2 separate regions of the Mus musculus genome follow, and region 1 is linked to region 2. The links are chromatin contacts, called in public Hi-C maps. All regions are on one chromosome and are shown on one strand. Each heading gives the region's core, a stretch centred on a gene start, on an enhancer-like site or on the middle of the called end of the contact. The rest is flanking DNA. Distances are from core to core; before and after follow the strand shown. Region 1 overlaps Fam169b (family with sequence similarity 169, member B). Region 2 overlaps Igf1r (insulin-like growth factor I receptor).

Region 1 (2,700 bases), core at 142-2,641, 290 kb after region 2:
CCAGAGGGTCTTGGAGGGCTTTCTCAGAACAGAAAGACCTTTCTGAGGTACCCCACACTCCTGAACAGGCTATTTCGACTTTGACGATGGAGGTCTTAGAGATGGAGACTGGGTACAGAGTGGGTAGATCTGTGGATTTCTTAACAGGAGGTGAGAGGGATGGACCTGGATCACTCCAGCTCTCTTCGCAGAATGAGCCTGTCCACTTGATTCTCCAGATGGATGGTTTCTATGCCTCTAGTAAACTCATGGGTGGTGCCTCTGGCAGCTTTGTCCTTGTAGCAGAGTCAGTGGAGGAGGAAATACAATTGTTCTGTCCCCAGACTCCCACCATGTAGAATGGGATGTCTCCTCGAGGATCCTCTGGGTTAGCAGGAACCCTGTTGGTTCCTGTGACCTAGTAGGCCTAGCATTTGTCTGTTTTAGCTGGTGTATGTATTTAAAATCATACGAAGATTGCTATCACCCTGGGGCATACCAAATCGTCTAAGCGGGGCGGTGGGAGCCCCACGTAGATACTTCAGATCAGTTAAGGGAATCGAGAGGAGGGTGAGTTCTGGCTGGAAACTCAGCTTCCTCTTAGGTACCCACGTCTTTGGACAGCTAAGATGCTCTATGGCCCTCAGAATCTTGATTTCCTTGGTCTGTGGAGGAAGCACTGCTCACAGCAACACCCACGTGTTTTGGGAACACCTGTTCTGTTGGCCATGGTTTGGGCTTTCCTCTTCCACCCGCTGTTGATTTATGATACATACTGTGAGATGGATTTAAACTGAGGGAAAGAGCATACCAGGAAGACATGCCATTCATACCAAGGGACTTTTGGTTTTTGGAAACTATGAAGGCCAAGGAAAATATTTACAGTGTCTAGAGTGGGGCCTTTTGTCCTGAAGGACAGGGATACCTTTGCTTCCATCCGTGCACACAAGAAGTTTCTATTGTGCCACTAGGGTGTCTGTCTGCATCTCTGCTTCCTGAAACTCTGGGAAACTTAGTGAGTTTGCCATGGTCCACCTTGGCAATTTTTAGGTTCCTTTCCTAGATAGACTAGATTTGTTTTCTTACCCTGGTATTTCTTAGTTCAACTGTACTTCAGGAGTTAGGCACCACGCCCTCCCTCAACTCCATCTTCCTTGAGTTAAAAATCTAGACCCATGAAAAACAAAATCACTTGAGGCAAGAGAAGCTTGAGAAATGCGGGCTGGGTTGGGGGAGGGGGCTGTGAATGTCCTGCAAGCCAGATGTTTTCTTCTCACGGCAAAAGGCACCCAAGTTCACGGGCGTTGGGGGGGGGTGTTTTCCTTTAAGGACAGCATCTGTATGGAAATGGTAGCCCGAGTAATGCAATGTGACGGTTGCTATGTCAACTGGTGTATTTTCCCCTCCCCTTAAATTATTGACCAGCACAGTCAATGTTGCATAAAAGTCGTGCAACGCAGTGGAATGTGTTTATGTGCCGGCCTCTGCCAGAAGTTTTCATCACTTTTTTTTTCTCCACTGCATGTATTTGCTTTGGGGAAAGATGGCCTGTCACTCGAGTTTAACTGTGTTCCCCTGCCCCAACCCCAACCCCAACCCTAACACAGATATTTCTAAGATTTGTAACAGGCCAGTGGTGACTTAAACTGCAGGGGATCAATAGAAAGGGAAGTAAGGAGTAGGGGGACTGAAACTCTTTTGGCTGTGATGAGGAAGTGCAGACCTTGGGGCAGTATGCGACTCCTTTGCAGATGGTTCGGGGAGGTAAGATGTGTGTTTCGGGGCACATGAAGGATATCTGTTCCTCTTAAATCCTTTATGGAGATGGTATGGGGCACCAGCTCTGTCTCTTTTACTCTGGGCTATGTGTTCTGCGGTCTCCTGGCTACCTTCTCCTTGCTGTCTGCATAGCCGGGGTTGTCCTCAAATTCCTCGTCATCCTTTTGCCTCAATGCGAGGGGTTTTGGGAATATAGACACGTGCCATCATGCCTGGCTTTCTTTGTTGTCTGTAACTGGCACTTCGTGTTCCATGGCCCCACTTGAGTCTTCCTGGTTAAGCTATTTCCTTCTGCTCTTGCTGGATGCCCACTTTGCTGACTGGGATAAAACCCACTACCAATGGGTTCGTTCTGTCCCCAGCACCTCCTACTTTGTCAGCAGGTTTGCTTTGGGTTAGACTCTCACTCGTGGGGTTGTGTTACCTTCAGTCTCCTCTTCTCCCTGCCTCTGACCGCATCCTTTTCCTAATCTATTCTTCATGCTTTAAATGCTTCATTCTTGAAAACTGCCCTTGTAAGTACACAGCTTTATATGCCACAGTTTGGATCTAGGAAAGCAGATAATAACCACAGTGTCCTTGTCTGCATCTATGTATGGCCACCCCAGTGGTCAGTGTTCATGCTACACTGGGTCATATACTGCAACTGTTGCTTATAGGAACATGTCCCAGTTACCCAGAGTCCTCATCTACATTCTGTGAAGCTGGGTACTTGCCTCTTTTGCTTGGTCTCTTCTGTGACTTATTACAGAGCCTGATACCTTGATCCAACTACTGTGGTCTCCAAGGCTGGATCCTGTCCCTTGGCTGGCCACCATCTGTTGCCTCAGGGTTGGTCTTGGAACGTTCTCTCCATCCTTCCCAGACAGTCTTAAAGTGCATGTCACAGTGTCTGTCATGGCCAGGTCACCCTGCTGGATCTCTAGTGCTGAGCACAGTACC
Region 2 (2,700 bases), core at 111-2,610:
ATGACTGGAGTGGCATCTTTTGAGCAATGGCCAGGTTCTACACAGCTCAAGAGTTTTTTTTTCCTCTGATCTCTATACTGCCTGCCATAGTTTGCTTTCTATTTTTGTACCCAAGCAATAGCGACATCACAAGGAAAGCATTTATTTTGGTGATATGTCCCAAACGCAGCACTTCATGAAGGGAAGCCGAGGCAGGAACTCAATCCTGAGGGTGGGAACTGAAGCTGAAGCTGTAGAGGGATGCTGCTTGCTGGCTTATTCAACCTGCTTTCTTATATCACCCAGGACCGCCTTGCTCAGGGGCGGACCCCACCCCAGCAATCTGGGTCTCTCTGTATTAATCATTAATCAAGAAAATGCTCCACAAGCCAATCTGATGGCAGCAGTTCTTCCACAGAGATTTCCCCTTTCTCAGTTACGTCTGGGTTTATGTCCAGTTGACAGAAAACCAACCAGCACACTGCCAATTCCCTCCATGGCCAGGAAACTGAAGCACAGAGTCCTGGCATAAGTTATGCAAGGTACCTTGCAGCTAGCTAAGTCTCTAGCCCTGCCCTCTTGTGGGAATGACTTTAATGGCCTCTCTTGCTTGGCAGAAGGCTGAGGCCCTGCTGGGTGAATTCTTAAGGATGATTAGGCTTGTATATTTGTATATCTTATGTGGCAGGGAATCTCCATAGTGATTAATAAATACAGTCAGAGTTCTGTTGGCAGGTGTCCTCCTGCTTGCCCCTCCTCCTTTACCTGTAGGTCCACCTTCTCTTCCTTCTCTCCATCTCTCTACCCTTCCTCATCTAATGTCCCTCCATGCCTTCCTTCCTTGCCACTGGTCACCTGTCTCTCCTTGTCCCCCTTCCTCACGAATGACCTGAGCATCGTTAGTTATGGCTGCTTAGTCGCACGGCAGCGTGGCTCTGAGTTGTAAGACCTTGCTTGCCTTTGTCTGACTCCTCTTCCCCAAGCACTATTGATTTTTGTTTTTAAACATAGATTCATTATTTTTATTTGGGAGGCAAAACTTTGATGTTGATCATTGATCAAGCACCTTTGTTTGGCTGATTATTTTAACTGGGGAGACTTTATTTTCAAACTATTCTTTAATTGTAAGGAAATGGATGTTCCGGCTCTGATGAATGGCAGGTTGTGGTAGAGGAAGAAAGGGATGTGGTTTACAGTAAACTTTCTATCTTTTTATCTATCACTCATCACAGATAGTAAAATATATAAAGCCTCAGGATGTAATTTATCAAAGCAGACCCTGGACTGCAGGTTTCCACCCTGAATTGGGCTCCGGAACAGTGACTGAGGTCGGTGGTATGAGCTGGCGTTTACTTTCTTGCCTTTTACTTGTGAAAGCTGACCTCCAGGTTGCCGACTCAGACCCACCAACATTTACTGGGTGTCTTTTCAAGAGTTACAGAGGTATATGTATAACTTGGCTTTCTGACCTGTTGTGAAATAAGGCCCAAGTATGGACCCAGATGCTATTGCAGAGCCTTGTACTCCTGGGTGTCACCTGAGCACAGATGGGCTCTTCTCCTAACCACCATGTCCCTGATTCCCACATACAAGGACTGAAGAGTGTAGGTTTCTTCATGACTAGGGCCTGGGCAGTGAGGGCCCTCCCTGCCTGTCCTGTGTCTGCCTGTCCTCCGGGTGGGTCTAGCACTGACTGGAATTCCTGTGGACTTAGTCACCAAGCTGCAGTGGTTGGAGGACAGGGAAACCGCTGGGTGCTCTGTCACCCCAAAAGAATGCAGGCTGGGCCAGGGCTGCCTGGCCCAGAAAGTTCTCTAGGCCCTGTGGCAGATCCATCATAGCTGACTCAAAACTACCTCTCTTTTTGTCTTTTTCCTATCAAAGGAGGGTGGGGGAGGCAGGAGATAGGAGCAGAGGTGGCCTCTTTATTCACTGGGGAGGACTTTAAAAACTCACTTTAAACTGTATTTCTGTTCTTCACCTTTCCAGACCTGTAAACACACAGTTACTCCAGGTAGGTATTTTACCAAGAGCTTATGTTTGAGGAGAAATCCTGCCGGTGTGGCTGTCTTCACTGGATGCTTTTGTTTGTCTGTAGGAGGCTGGCTGGCAGGGTGAGGTGGGAGTGTCAGGTCACCTTAAGTTCTTCTTGTACTGTAGACCCACATGTAGCGACCTTAAAACGGGGCTGGGGTTGGCCGCCTTCCTGCTGCTTCTAGTGAGCGGGTCTGGCTTGGTGCTGGGTTGGTCTCAGTTGCCTCTCATGGTGCCTGCTGATAGATCAGTGATCAACGGTAGACTTCCAGGGACAGAGCCCAGGCAGGAGTTAGTGATGGGGGATGCTCTGCCACAGCTCTTTAAATCTGACCCAGAGCAGACATCTGTGCTGCTGCTCCTCGGAGCCATCGGCAGAGTCAGCCCTGGGCTCTGCCAGCTCCTAAGCATTGGCCAGCACGGTTTTAATCTACAGTTTTTAGATGACATCTTTTTCTCCGGTGGGTCTGTCAGGCGGCAGCAAAATTCTCATGGTAGGAATCAGATCTAACTTAACATTTTGAGCAACAGAACTGACCTGTGGAAGATTCACTAGGTGTCTAACTCTAGATACCCTCTCCCTTCCCTTTGAAAAGAACTGTGAGTAGGCAAGACTGGCCTGAGAACGTTGCTGAAATGGGGGCAGTTCTTCAGCGAATAGCTGTGACACTATTATACATTAAAGAA

What was found. A called contact is a pair of places that touch in the nucleus more often than the background predicts.
Region 1: a contact with region 2 is called in a Hi-C map of embryonic fibroblasts, with 1.5 times the contacts expected there. The contact joins two enhancer-like sites. A contact is called at or near these places in 1 of 15 datasets of contacts at CTCF or cohesin (the NIH/3T3 cell line), 4 of 484 Hi-C or Micro-C datasets (embryonic fibroblasts, frontal cortex, muscle stem cells and 1 more), 2 of 115 datasets of contacts at active chromatin or transcription factors (embryonic basal ganglia and stem cell-derived neural progenitor cells) and 2 of 9 other capture datasets (embryonic stem cells and embryonic tail).

The regions. Positions count from the first base shown.
Region 1 is chr7:68,311,895-68,314,594 of GRCm38.p6, forward strand. All of the region lies in intron 3 of Fam169b (family with sequence similarity 169, member B), which reads left to right. Among named protein-coding and RNA genes, the nearest start is that of Gm16157, 37 kb to the left of the region's middle. Within about 2 kb of position 1,392, at least 16 of the 459 cell types and tissues checked have an H3K27ac peak or open chromatin away from gene starts, as enhancers often do. A contact at or near this core is called in embryonic fibroblasts, where this site is marked.
Region 2 is chr7:68,020,256-68,022,955 of GRCm38.p6, forward strand. The region is part of intron 2 of Igf1r (insulin-like growth factor I receptor); the gene reads left to right. Among named protein-coding and RNA genes, the nearest start is that of Igf1r, 69 kb to the left of the region's middle. Within about 2 kb of position 1,361, at least 134 of the 459 cell types and tissues checked have an H3K27ac peak or open chromatin away from gene starts, as enhancers often do. A contact at or near this core is called in embryonic fibroblasts, where this site is marked.